2 separate regions of the Mus musculus genome follow, and region 2 is linked to region 1. A link is a contact called in public Hi-C data. All regions are on one chromosome and are shown on one strand. The core of a region is the stretch at or near the end of the contact, and the rest is flanking DNA. Distances in the headings are between cores, read along the strand shown.

Region 1 (6,926 bases), core at 2,290-4,789:
TAAGATGTGGTTGCCCCCAATGAGCAGATGCTCACATACTCAAGTGATGCCCTGTGAACCTTCTCCCCAATTTAACCAGTCAATAAAAGACTAGAGCCTGTGACTGGGCAATAGAGGGGGAAAGGACTGGAGGTTTGAGAGGAGGGGATTGTAGGGGGTGGGGGGGAGGAGGAAGCCACCATGGATCAGAATGGCATGGCCTGGAGAAATAGCAAGTAACAAGGGGCATTATAGCTGGGAAATAAGTTAGTGTAGCCCTAGATATGCCCAATCTAGGCATAGACTTATAAATAAAATATCTGGATTGTGTGTCTTTTATACAGGCTTATTAGGATTGTAAATTTATACTACACACAGCACTCAGGTAGCCGAAGCAGGAAGATTGCTATGAATTTGAGGCCAGCCTAGGCTACAAAGTGAATTACAGGTCTGCCTGCACTGCATAGTGAACACTGTCATTTAAAGAAATTTCTTGAGATCAGCAAACATAGTTTCTAAAATTAGGTACCATCTGGGGTCACGTGATACAAACTATATAAAATGTTAGTCTTCCATAATCATTCTACTAAAGTTCATGACTCCTGAACCCTGGCCCAAATAATTACCTACCAAGCATCCAGAATGCTGACAGGTAAATGGTATGCCTCACTCCTTATATTAGACTCCTGCCAAGGAATCACAGCCAAATTATCTTGGTTTGCCTACACACCTAGTAATGGTTTTTGTCTAGCAAAAGATTTATAAGAGCCTGTTTCAAAGGATAGGCAAGGACCAGAACCATAACAAACTGAGAAAGCTCTATCCCCAGCACTCCTTCCTCAATACTAAAATACATTCAGCTCCAGGAGCACATTAGATAGGCATATATAGACTCTATAACACAAAGAAAGCCACTCAGAATCACAAGGACAGGTAAGATACTGTGGTGGTTGGTCTGAGTTACAATGGCCCCCGTAGGCTTATATATCTGAATGCTTAGTAGTCACAGAGTGATGCTATTTGAGAAGAATTAAGACATATAACCTTCTAGAAGACAGTGTTTCACTACGATATCTCTCTCTCTCTCTCTCTCTCTCTCTCTCTCTCTTTGCCTCTGTCTCTGTCTCTGTCTCTGTCTCTGTCTCTGCCTATGGATCAAGATGTAGCTACTTCTCTAGCACCAGAACTGCCTACTGCCATGCTCCCTGCCATGATGATATTACAGTCCTCAGGTCATACCCCATCACTGAAGGAAGTCAGGGCAAGAACTAGAGACAAAAACTCAACAGAAACCATGGAGAAATGCTTAGCCTGCTTTCTTATACATCTCCAGACCACCTGTCTCAGGAGTCCCTATCAGTCCCACTATGAGTTGGGCCTACCCATATCAATTATTAATCAAGAAAAAGCCTTACAGACTTGCCTACAAGCAATCCAATGGAGGCATTTTCCTCAGCTGAGGTTTCTCTTCCCAAATAACCCTAACTTATGTCAAGTTGGCAAAAGCACAAGGGAATACTCACTCATACTGTAATTTCCCTTACAGTCTTGAGTAATACTATTCTACAGGCGCTGCCTTTTCATATGCATTGTCTTCAGCTCCTCAAAGATCTTAGTAGGGACAGGATATATATTACATAGCTTGTACCAGAGCAGCCTCAAAAGGCCTGCACACTACAGATGAACATTAAAAATGCATTCTGTTCGTAGTGAAAGTCAGTCAACATTTTTCAAGGCCCACTACCTAAAGCCGTGTGGGAGGAACTAGGATGAAAATGAGAAAATCTTTTCTTAAAGCTGTTGACAAACCTGGTCAACTCAAGCAAGCAAGGAAAAAAATACAGAGGAGTGTCAAGGAGGTGATGTGTCAGGGAAGTGATGGGTAGTAGGGCAGAGCTCAAAGGCATCTAAGTTTTCAAACCTGAAAGCACAGCAGGTGTTTGGAGTCTGAAATGAAATGAGAAACCCAAAACTCCTGGTCAGGAAGTGGTATTTTTAAGTATTGATAGTACTTCAGGAGAATCCTTGCTGGGGGTAGGAGTGGTGGGCACTTCCAAGGCTTCCTTCCCATGAAGTATCTACCAAACAACAGTTTTCAACTATTTAATGAGATTCCACTTCTAAGCTGCACTGATACAAAATGCTGGCCGCTTACATTGCTATACGCCATACTAACATGGCACACAACATCCTAACTCAATTTCTTGATAATACTAAGTGAAAGTTTACTTTAGAGAGTATGTGAATGCAGTTAACATCTGGGCTTAAGAACCAGTCTGAAAACTTGGGAAAAGAGAACCATCTGAAAGATCTCTAGCATTAGAAAAGAGAGGTGACATGGGGGGGGGTGCACAGTTCTATGGTAGAGCACCCCTGAGGAGTCCCTGACTTGACGTTTTTATCCTCAACCCTGGACCCTTTTCCTACCTCTTCTATCTTACTAGTTGGTAAACGTTTATTTATCGAAAGTACCTTAAACAAGATGCAATGATAACTGAAAGAATGATCAGTAGCTAGTAACTGAAATAGTCTAATGTCTGGGAACTGTGTATCTGCTCTTTGGTAAAACGAGAGAACTTTAAGACCACTTCCAACCCCAACAATACACTTCCTACCTGTTGGGCTTCAGGTAATTCAAACTCATTTTCCTCAATCTTAAACTGGAAATAAGGACTTTGTTGTATGGAAGCTAACTAGTCAGTATTAACCAAGTAACTCCGATATGGTAAGTATGCTGGTGTGGGCCATATTAGCTTTATTATCATCTTTACCATCTTCGCTTTAGCATTGACCACCATCAGATGTCCTGGGATACACAGAAAACAGATGCCCTACAGCAAGTAACAAGGACATTACTTCAACACCCCTGAATCTCACTCTACACAACTTGACAAGGCAGTGGTTAGCCTTATCTGTTGCCATACCTCTATGAGATGACTGTCATAAATTAGTCATGCCTAGCATAGGCCATGGGGTCCCAACATTCAAGACAGCACAGCCTAATTACCTCACCCAAGGAGTTCATGCCTTTGGAATTAGAAAAGTCGGTCTCACTTTGGGACTCCACATACTGACATATTCCTCGCCCCTTTCCTTCCCTGCACCAGGATCTACAAAGTACGAAATTCCTTCCAAGAGCTCACTTGGGCTCCAGGAAAGAAACTACAGTCACCCAGGGGACAGGTGGAGCAGAGTGGTCCGGTTGCTTAGCACCACCAGCTCACACCCCCAGAAGGATCAGAGAGCCATGCTGCTGGGGCTGAAGCTGTCCCATCCCGCAGCCGCTCACACCTTCCGGGACTCGTGGAGCGCAGTTCCCGGTGGCACAGCGGCCCTGCGCGGGGAGGCGGCCCACGTGCCCCCGGGCTACAGGCCGCTCGTCCCCGCCCCGCACTCACCTGTCCGGTGATGCCAGTGATGAGAGCCACCTTCCTGAGCTTGCCCATCTCGCCATCCCCGGAGCCCGGGTAGCTCGGGCACTTAGCGGGAGCTTGAGCCATGTCGCCTCAGGCGGGTGAGCGTGCGGCCGAGAGGAAGGCGGAGTGGAACGAGCCGCGGGCCGGCAGGGACCAGGGTGCGCGCGCCAGTCGTTTCACGGAGCTGCAGCGGCCGCCACGGTCTGACAGGGCGCGCGGGAGGCCGGGCGTGGAGCGAGGGGCGGGCCAGCTTAGTCGGGGCGGGCGGCGCGAGCCGGGCTGAGGCCTGGCTGGCGCCGCGTCACTCGCCCAAGCAGCGACGCGTCAGCAGCGCCCCCGACAGCTCCGCCCCTGCCGGGGTCTCCGCGCTGAGCCACGCCTCTCTGGGGGCGGGGCCTGAGGGCGCCGGGCCCCTGGAAGAGGAAGGATGTAAGTCTGCGGTCAGAGTAGAGGATATGGCCTGCATGGGCCTCGGTCTCCGGGAATCCTCATATCGCCCCATGATGCCAGGAGGAATGACGAGCTGACCTTCTCGGTAGGAAAGAGCTCTGAAATCCAAATCTAGGTATCCAAGGCTGGAGTCATCGACCTTATTAAATTTCTAGAAATCTGCTTCATTGTCTTTGTGAGCAGGTCAGTTTTAACATTTCTCGAAGGCACTAGAGTTTCAAGGCTACTCTAACCTGTGAATCTTCTGTGAACATTAGCAGTTTGCTAATGTTTGGACTAGTTTGGGGGTTCCCGGTAATTCCGTTCAAGGAACAGTATTTACTTCGAGGGCTGGAAGTTTCTGGCCCCGCCCCCATCCTGCATAAGGAAACAATTGACAAAAATCCACAGGTCAGTAAAACCTGTACAAATTTCATGAGGTGGGGTTGTTGCAGTGTCTTTTGAACTTGTTTCTATTTAGTGCATGCACACTGACAGATTCACTGACTGAGAAAGGCTGACAAAGGACTCAGACATAGGGACAAGGGTGTAGGGAAGAAACACACACACATACACACGTACACACATACTGTCCAGCTTATCTCTCCAATAAACATCCTCAAACCGTCTTTCCCTTTGCAAACTGAGCTACTAGGACAGGGCCCAATAGAACCTGCTAGATATGATACAAACCTGTAGTTCCAAAACCAGAGTGCCCAAACTCCTCGGAAACATTCCAAACTTTATACATAGGCTTGTCTGGTTTAATATTTTTACCTTTCCTCTAGCGCATTCTATATGGAAAATGAGACCTAGAAGTTGGGGAAATATATTCCTTAAGGCAAGAAATGTCTAAAATCTAGATGATCTTTAACTATTGATTTAGTTTTATGTAAATATGTTGTAATGTAAGGATAAATAGAAAAAAATGAATACTTAGGAGAGATATGTCCCATTTGTTCTGTAGGTCTGACACCTTCTATCATACTAATGAATACTAGGAATTTATCTGTCTAGTAAAAAATTTAACAGAAAAAAATCATAAAAATCAAATATGTATTGGATGTGCTGAGCTATGGCTTGGTGGTAAAGCACTTGCCTAATGGGATTGATGCCCAATAGTACAAAAGTAAACAAATAAAACCAATATTTTTTAGGGCCTGGAAATGCAAAAATAGTAAAGAAGATATTGCAAACTGTCAGAAATAAAAAACTGTGTCCCTTAAACATCCAACCGGTATTTCCTTTATTACCATCCTAGAATCTGGATATTCAAGATCGGGGTTGACTTCCTCTGAGGCCTGTCTCCTGGCTTGTAGATGTCACCTTGCATCTGGTCATGACACACTTCCTCTCCATGTGCTTGCGTTCCAATTTCCTATTGTAAGGACAGTGACTCCCTTTCATTAGGAACCACCCTAATGACCCCACATTACCTTAATTTCCATTTAAAGACCATAGCTCCCAGCCAGCCAGATGGCCTGGTAGGTAAAGGCGCTTGCCATCCTGAATCTAATACCTATACCCACATACTGGGAGGAGAGAATGAAGTCCTACAAGCTCTCCTCGGCCACACATTTAAAAGAAAAAAATAGTAAACAAAGTAATTAAAAATAAAAGGTATCCAATTACCAATTACTTTTTGTTTTAATTATTTTTATAAAGTTTTTTGTTTTGTGATTTTGGTTATTTATTTATTTATTTATTTATGGTTTCCTTTGTTTTATTTTTAGACAGGGTCTCATGTAGCCCAGGGCTGCTGGCCTGCAATTCATTATATAGCCAAGAATGACTTTAAGTTTCTTTCCCCCTGCCCCTACCTCTTGCTTACTCAAATTATATGCATGGACCACTACACCATGCTTATGTGGTTCCAGGGATCAAACCAAGGATATTGTATATACTAAACAAATACTGTACCAACTAAACTATAGCCCCCCCCCATTGCCTTTTTTTAAAGACTCAGTCTTGAGGTGATGAAGTCTTACACTTCAATATATGAAATAATAGAGAGACACAATACATCTCCTTACAGACAAAGGGGAAAGACTTTTCTTGTTGGTTTGGTTTGGAAGCATGGAAGACAGTTGGTAGTGGGCATCATTGTAATTCCCCAGTAACCTTAGGGGAATGTGTGCAGTCAGCATAGGGACTGGACAACATGAGATTTCTATTAGCCAGAGGGAGAGTGCTAGTGTAGCATAGTAATTCATAACTGTAGGAGACTTCGTAACCTAGAAGACATTTGACACTTTTTACTGTAACACTATTGATATTTAATGATTAAAGAGTGAATGGGTCTGTTGCTGAACATCCTATGATTACCAGCCCAGCTGACTCATCGTATCAATACAGTCTGTTCTCTATATCCTTTTAACTTGCATCCAATCAACCAAATTTGCATTGTTTACCATGAAGTTAGCACTACAGCGCTTGTGGTGGTCAGTCTTATTTTAATTACATATTTTTATTTTTGTGTAGGGTGGGAGTGCCTGGAACACAGGGTGCTCCTGTAGAGGTCAGAGGACAAGGTCAGCTCTTTTCTTCTCCCATGTAAGGTCCAGGGATTGAACTCAGGTTGTCAGGCTTGGCAGTGAATGTCTTCCTTAAACCAACTGGCCGGTCGATCCTGTGATGATTGATCTTGTCACCTCGATTAGATCTGGAATCACTCTAAAAGATTTGCTTCTAGGCAGGTCTATGAGGGCATTTCCAGGAAAGGTCAGTTGAATAGAGAAGACCCTCCCCCATAGTGTGTGGCACCTTTCAGCCACCATCCAGATGTAAAGAACTCCACAGAAAAAGCAGTGCTACTTTGCCTGACACCTTAGGTGGGAATTACTGAGGCATCCAGCTTCATGGACTGAACAGTTAGCAGGTTCTCACCCCATCCAGCATGCAGATGACCATTGTAAGACTGCCTAGCCCCTATCGCGTATGCCTATCTAATAAAATTATTTCTATCTTATACATCCATTCTGTTCCTCTAGAAATTGCTGACTAATGAAATGCTTGTGTCTGTAAAGAACATATATGGGTAATTCTCCTTTCATTATCCCCTAAATAACACATTGTGCCAACTACTTACACAGTGTTTATGTT
Region 2 (6,926 bases), core at 2,525-5,024, 140 kb after region 1:
TCTACTAACCTATATTCCACGCCATTGTATTTTGATTTATTTAAAATTGGACCTATTTATTTTGAAATTTTGATACTATATTCAAGAAGCAATCTAAAAAACATTTGAAGGTGATACTACAAGACACAACTGGACATCACCATATCTTTCTCCAAGAGTAATGTTGGAAAGTTGTTTACAATATTAAGGGCAATTATACCTATTAGATATGTAGTCAACTGGCCAGGGTTTGTTGAGACTAAAAGATCCAAGATAGAATTAGGACTTCCCTTTCTGATCTTGCATTTCCACAATGAGTTCTATCTCTGCTAAAAAAACAAAAAACAACAAAACCCAAAAAACAACAAAAAACAAAAAACCAAAAGGAACAGAGTGGTAATAGCAACATTGTTCTTCATAGCCACACTCTATCTACAAAAGACAGGGTACAAACAGTGACACTCAGTACACAGCAATGTGAAGGATGTGGTATGATAAATGTTGAGTGAAAGTTAATATCTAAAAAGGCTATAGATTCTATGATTCCATGTACGTAAATTTAAAACCAGAAAAACCCAATCTACCATGATTGCCTAGTTCTGCCCTCCCCTGGCTCAGTAGCATTGAGCTCAAATTCATCTCTCCCACTAATTTCCATTCTCACTTGGAGTACTGCATACAGCCATGCTAGCTGTACATCACCATCTGGATGTCTTTCAGATGGCTCAAAAATGTAATATCTCTAGTCATATTGGGTAAGAAGGATCAGGGCAGGCATGTGGGGTCCTAGAAATGTATTTGTCCAGACCTGGGTGAACCTCTGAAAATGAACAAATATGAAAAACTAGATTTGCATGGTGCATTTTGCTACTTTCCTTTCCCAGTAGCTTAAAGGAAAAAGAAGAACAATACAGAATTGTGACCTAGAGGAGCTCATATCCAGTAAGAAAGGAAACTGTTCGAAGAAAATATTTCCTTCAGTGTGGTAGATGCTCCCTTAAAGATAAACTATACCACGCGGGGTTCAAACAGATATCCATGAGGCATGGAGAAGACAGAAGAGGAGAGAGAGAAGGATGAGAGGGAAGAGAGAAGAAGAGAGGGAGAGGAAAAGAGACTGTGTTCTTGGGAGAGGTAGGGAATTTCTGGAGGGTCACTGTTCCCTATATTCAGTGTAGGCTGTGGCATTGTCATGCTGAGGAAGGAAAATCTCTAACACTGGACACTAACACTCACTGTTCCTACTCTATGACCTTTCTGTGGTTCTTGATTTTGCCAATGAATTTCATTTTTGGAAGTTCTATATTTTCCTGTCTTCAGTGACAGTTCCTACTGGCTTTCTTTCTCCTGCCACCTCTCCCTCTGCTTCCATATCTCCCTCTCCCTCTGTTTGTTTCTTTATTCTTGCCTCGCCTCGCCTCGCCTCGCCTCGCCTCCCCTCCCCTCCCCTTCTTTTTTTCTCTTCTCTTCTTTTCTTTTCTCTTCTCTTCTTTCCTTTCCTTTCCTTTCCTTTCCTTTCCTTTCCTTTCCTTTCCTTTCCTGGAGCCATTCTTGATCTCTAAATGTGCCTGCCCTGCAAGGATATGTGCTGTAGTCTTTCTCTCCAATTCTTTCCTCTGGCTAACATCACCTGCATCTGGGAGTGGTCTTAACTACCTGTTGCCCAAATAGCATTCATTCCAAGTTTGACATTCCCAACTTATGTTTTTAGCCTTGCTCTTAGAGCAGAGTATGTGCATGCCATCTAGACACTACCATTCAGATGATCATCACATGGCTCAAATCTAACATTTTCCACCCTGAGCCCTCTTGTCCCCCTCTCCCAAGTCTTTCTATTTCTTCTTTTTAACTAGTAATTGGTCTCTGGGACTTTTCTTTTGGGTTCAGTTAAGTAGCCTTTCTCTGACCTTCTGCCATATTCTACATGTGTGTTGCCACAGCACAGTTCATGTTCTTCTGAAATCAGGAACACACTGGAGGCTGCTATTGTGTTTTCACCTCTAAGTAGGGATCGCCTATGCAAGGTTGAGGATATCTTTAGCCAGAAAGCAGTCCCACTGGTGTTTGGTGGAATTAGGCTTAACATTTTCTATTGTTCTAAGAAGTTTTGAAATTGCTTCAGAAATGTCCTGTCCTTTATTACAGATATGTGTGGATGCTAACATTATGACACCTTTATTAGCTTGGTCAAGTGAAAGAATGTTACTACTGAATAAAGAAAAGAAAAGAAGAGAAGAGAAAGAAAAGAGAAGGGAAGGGAAGGGAAGGGAAGAAAGAGAAGAGAAGAGAAGAGAAGAGAAGAGAAGAGAAGAGAAGAGAAGAGAAGAGAAAAGAAGGAAGAGAAAGAGATAGATTGACTCTGTTAAATGTTCTCCTGAGCACAGTGAATTCTGGGACTTTGTGTTTGTTTTCTCTGTCACTGTAACAAAATACTTGAGACTGAATGAGTAACAAAGAATAGAATTTTAGGGCTGGGGAGATGGCTCAGTCACAGTAAAGTATGAAGATCTGAGTTTGGATTCCCAGTGCTGGGTATGGAGGTCCCTGTCTGTAGTCCTAGAGCCAGGGGGGCTAGAGATAGGTAGACTCCTGGAGATTCATTGTTGAGCCAGCCTATCAGTGAGCTATAGTTTCAGTGAGAGACCTTGTCTCGAAAAATTAGATGGGAAATGACTGAGGAAGACAGCCAGCACAATGCCCTGGCTCTGCAAGCATGTGTGCACATCAACATGAACACACACGTGCACACATACACATATACTATACACATTCATGCATCTACGTGAACACATACGATAGAATGGTTTTGTGGTCTGGGAATTTCAAGAGCATAGCAGCTGTATCTTCAAAAGCCTCATAAATAACGTGTGGGGGCATCCAATGGCCAGAGAGCAGATGTGCTAACACATTATTGCTAGATAAGGAGATAGACCGTCACTCATGGAAAGGCATCACTCCTCTCAGGCCCTGGATTTACTCTAATCACCTTCCTAGGGTCCCAGGCTCTATATGTTACAAACACATACATTTAAAATTATGTTGGGAATTAAGTTTGCAACACACAAACATTTGGGAGACATACTTGAACCATAATAGGCATTAGTGAAGTCATTTAGATATGCCCTTTCTCTTCCCTCTGCCCTCTGTACCTCAGTTTTGCCTTTGTACTTCTTGGCTTTATGCTTATATAGAGTGCTGCGGACTCATATTGCCTTCATGGCTGGTAGAAATTTCTTTCCAGTAACATTTCCCAGGGAGAGTCTCTTTGACTTGAGTTGGCCAGTTAACTCACCCTAAGCCCATCGCTGAGGCCAGGCATTTAGAATGCTCTTGTGGTCCATTATGTGTTCCAAATCCCAAAAGCTGGGTATCCAACCAACCCTCAAAATACCTGGCCCTAGCGTAGGGATCCCCCCCCCCCAGGAGAAGTGAAGTACTGTTTGTAGAAGAAAGACTTGGCAGGGCAAAATAACACATGTCGATCATGAGTCCCATGGAAAGAGAAGTTAGGGATGCCACAGAGCTGGCAAATACACCATGGTCTCCTGGGCCTGCCCCTGGCTTCTAGATTGTGGTTTAGCCTTTGATTCACTCCATCTGTCAGCTCGTCTCTCCTGTCAGCTTCATACTTCCTAGTAAGCCAGTCACTGTCAGGGGATCAGGCACCGAAGAAAGGAACCATTGAACCTGTACTTTCAATTCACCCTCTGTCTTTACCTATCATGCCCTGTCCTGTGTTGTGGGAATGAGGAAGAACAGTACAGCCAGCCAGCTCTGGCCAGTCTGTGTGAGTCACCTGTAAGTCATGCAGAACAATGCTACAGAGGGCTCAGGTTTCCAGGAACTTCAGCTCATATATCCGTCTTACTCCACATGGGATCTGACCTAGGCCTCTGGCTCCCATCTCCTGTCCTTCATTCCTCAACGTTGTTCAAACTTTATGGTGAAGGAATGCTTGGAGAAAAGAAAGGGCAGCTTCCCTTAGTCCAAAGCTTAGGTGAGATGTGGCAATGGCAGAACTCTAAGGTGGCCAGGATGTCGCCCCTGTGTCAGTATTACTGGTGCTACTTGGCAGTGTCTGGTGTTACTAAATACAGCCATATTTCCAGTCCTGGCTATGCTGCTACATAAAATTGCATGCTCATGTGTCTCTGGCGCCTGCCCAGGTTTTGGGTTTTCTAATCAGTACAATGAGAATCTGGGACAGAAACACCCTTTTAGTTGAAAGAGCATTTCCACGATTCCGAGAAATTTAGTTAGGGAGAAAACCACAACACACACGCACACATGAATACACAGATACACAGACAATACACAGGCAGACACACAGATAGGCAGATGGACAGACAGATGAACAGATAGACACATAGACATACACAGACACACAAACAGACACACACACACACTGAAAACTATGTTCTAGGAGTGTATTTAATAGAAAATAACTACCTAGCCACCATCTAAACCATCCACTAATTTCCTAGTAATGTATTTCCTGAGAAGGAGATGGGAGGCCACAGTTTCTCTTTCCCACTGATTCAGTGTATGCCATTCTCTAAAATAAAAATCAGCCTCTTCTAAAGGTGCTGAAAGTTTTATGTCATCTTAGCACACACCACACCTAACCCCAGCAGGACATTGTTTCCTTGTCAGGGGATGCTGAGCAGAGTGTGCCAAATAATGGCTCAGTTGTCCGATGTCTACTTACTGGATTAGCAGAGTTAACAAGTGATATCTTATTCCTGGCTCCTCCGTTGAAACATGATACTTCCAAAGGCGTAGAAGCTGTTCCCACTTGGTGACCTTCCTCCTTTCATGGAATGAGCATATTTACTAATCTCAGCCCAGGCTTTTCTCCTCCCTGTAGGATAACCCAAAACATCTGGAGATACTGTGGGGTCTCTCTCAAGATGGGTACGTGCTCCCTTCAGCTTCTATACTACAGGAGATGAATCCTGACAACTAGAAATTAGAAGCTAGTGTTATGGTGATGTGGGGCCAAGGAACATCTATCTCCCTGCCCTCCCGCATGTCAGCTCTCTCTCTTTTGCTCTCTTCCCTTCTTTCTTCTTTCCTTCCTTTATAAAGACTATTTTTTTTTTTGGCCTTGGGGACGTAAGGGTTAGAGGATCCCTTTCTCCATGAGTCTAGCTCAGAAAGAGGCCATCTGGGATGGACACTATAGACCCTGAGTCTGCTTCTTCTGGGCTCTGCTTTCAGGCTGGGGGTATTGGTTAATGGGACAGTGTTTGCCTCTTCACTTGAGACCCCCAGAGGGCTGTCAAGCCTTGCCTCTCTGGAGTAAAAGCTGCTGCTGGAGGCCTTGGAGGACATTAGAACTGGTCCTTTTGCCACTCCCCTAGTTAGTAAAGGTGTGGAGTTTCTGCATCTCAACTCTGTTGCCTTTATTCCAAGGTGTCCTTTCTCTATCCAGCGAAACAGTAATCAGTATTTCCACACTTAAGCTCTGGGACCGCTCCCATCTGAGAGATGAGGAATCAGGCCCAACAGTGGCAAGGCTTCTCCATTGCCCTTCGGTCTCTCCTTGAAAGTCTCCAGCAAGGTTCCAGGAAGTTATCTTTCACTACTCCATCACAAAGAATGGGCAAAATCCTTATTTGAGAGTTCATGAGTCTTCCACATTCCAACCACTATATTGAGCCAGGGGGTAGGTACAATAGGACATCATAAGGATGGCCTGCATTGGTAAGAGACATATTTTTCTTTGGGAGGTGGAAAGTAGGGGATGAGTTTATTAGAGGAGAGAAGAAAGCTGACAGAGTAACCAGGAGCTAGGTGGGAAGACACCCATGAAGGAGGTGGGGAAAGGTCCTAAGAGCCTCACTGCTTTGGTGGCTTGTGCTGCGGGTGGGATGTGAAATATTAACTGTTTACAAGGCTCGGATTTCCATGTATGAAGAAAACAGAGGAAAGCCGAGCAGAGCAGGGACAATCAACCCAGCTTCCCTCTTAGTTCCAAACTACTTTAAAATGGATTGTCGGGTATTGGAGGAAGCTGTTTTCCACAAGCTCTGGTAGTCCTGGAACAGAGTGTGTCCCTCCAGCTGAGCAAACAAACCCATAAGAGAAAGGCACTCAGGTTCACAGTCCCTAGACAAGAAGGCCTCCTTTCCAGCTCACCCCTCTGCCTCCCTCCCTCTCCCAGGGCTGGAACCCTGGCTTTGGCAGTGAAGTCTTTAGGCAGGGAAGGAGGACCTGCTGCCCTGGAGCTGCGTACAACATAAAGAGATTTACAGTCTTCTACTCCTGACTTTTATTTAATGAAAACCAGAGGTATAAAAATGAGGCAGCAGAAAACACCATAACAGGAAATCAAGGGTGGGGGGAAGCGGGGGATCGGGCTTAGCACACAGCGCACATTTGCGCACAGGTGCTCACAACAGCAGCTTTTACCAGCCACGCTCCTGGAGGTGGCTTGAGAGTGGATGAATGGAATTGGTTGGTCCCTAGTTAGGTCCCCGGCTCTAGCACCCATTGAGAAAGTGAATAAGCTTTGATGAAAATCCTAAGGGCCTTGGGCACTTTTCTTCTTTTGGCATTTTTCTTCTTTTGCTTGGACACCTTTGCATATCCAAAGACATATTGTTGTATCTGGGAAGTAGCTGAGTTTTAAAACAAGTTGATGGTAAAACCCCCTTTATGGACCTCATATTTGGCTGCGTTTGTGTGGACAAGAGAAAATAGATATGCCTCCCCTTTCAAGGAACTGGTAATTTAGCTAACCCTTTCGTTGTAACCCCTTATCTGTAGCTTCCTAATTATTTATTTATTTATTTTTTTGGACAACTCAAAAACCTTCCTAGTGACAGAATGAACACTGAATGGGATTCCTTTTACTAAAGAGTAAATCCAGGCCTGCATGCCTTTCCTTTCAGTATTCGTACCTGGACTCTGATTCATCAGCTAAATTCCGGTGGAAGCTATCA

What was found. Hi-C and Micro-C count contacts between places; a contact is called where the count stands out from the background.
Region 2: a Hi-C map of myocytes shows a contact between it and region 1, with 1.7 times the contacts expected there. The contact joins the enhancer-like site here to the promoter of Gmds in region 1. A contact is called at or near these places in 2 of 39 promoter capture datasets (hippocampal neurons and liver), 1 of 484 Hi-C or Micro-C datasets (myocytes) and 1 of 9 other capture datasets (liver).

The regions. Positions count from the first base shown.
Region 1 is chr13:32,335,005-32,341,930 of GRCm38.p6, forward strand. Gmds (GDP-mannose 4, 6-dehydratase) reads right to left here and starts at 3,540. Exons shown (of 11, transcript NM_146041.2): 1 at 3,378-3,540. The coding sequence starts at 3,479.
Region 2 is chr13:32,475,502-32,482,427 of GRCm38.p6, forward strand. All of the region lies in intron 1 of Gm40876 (a long non-coding RNA gene), which reads left to right. Among named protein-coding and RNA genes, the nearest start is that of Gm40876, 14 kb to the left of the region's middle. Within about 2 kb of position 3,775, at least 84 of the 459 cell types and tissues checked have an H3K27ac peak or open chromatin away from gene starts, as enhancers often do. A contact at or near this core is called in myocytes, where this site is marked.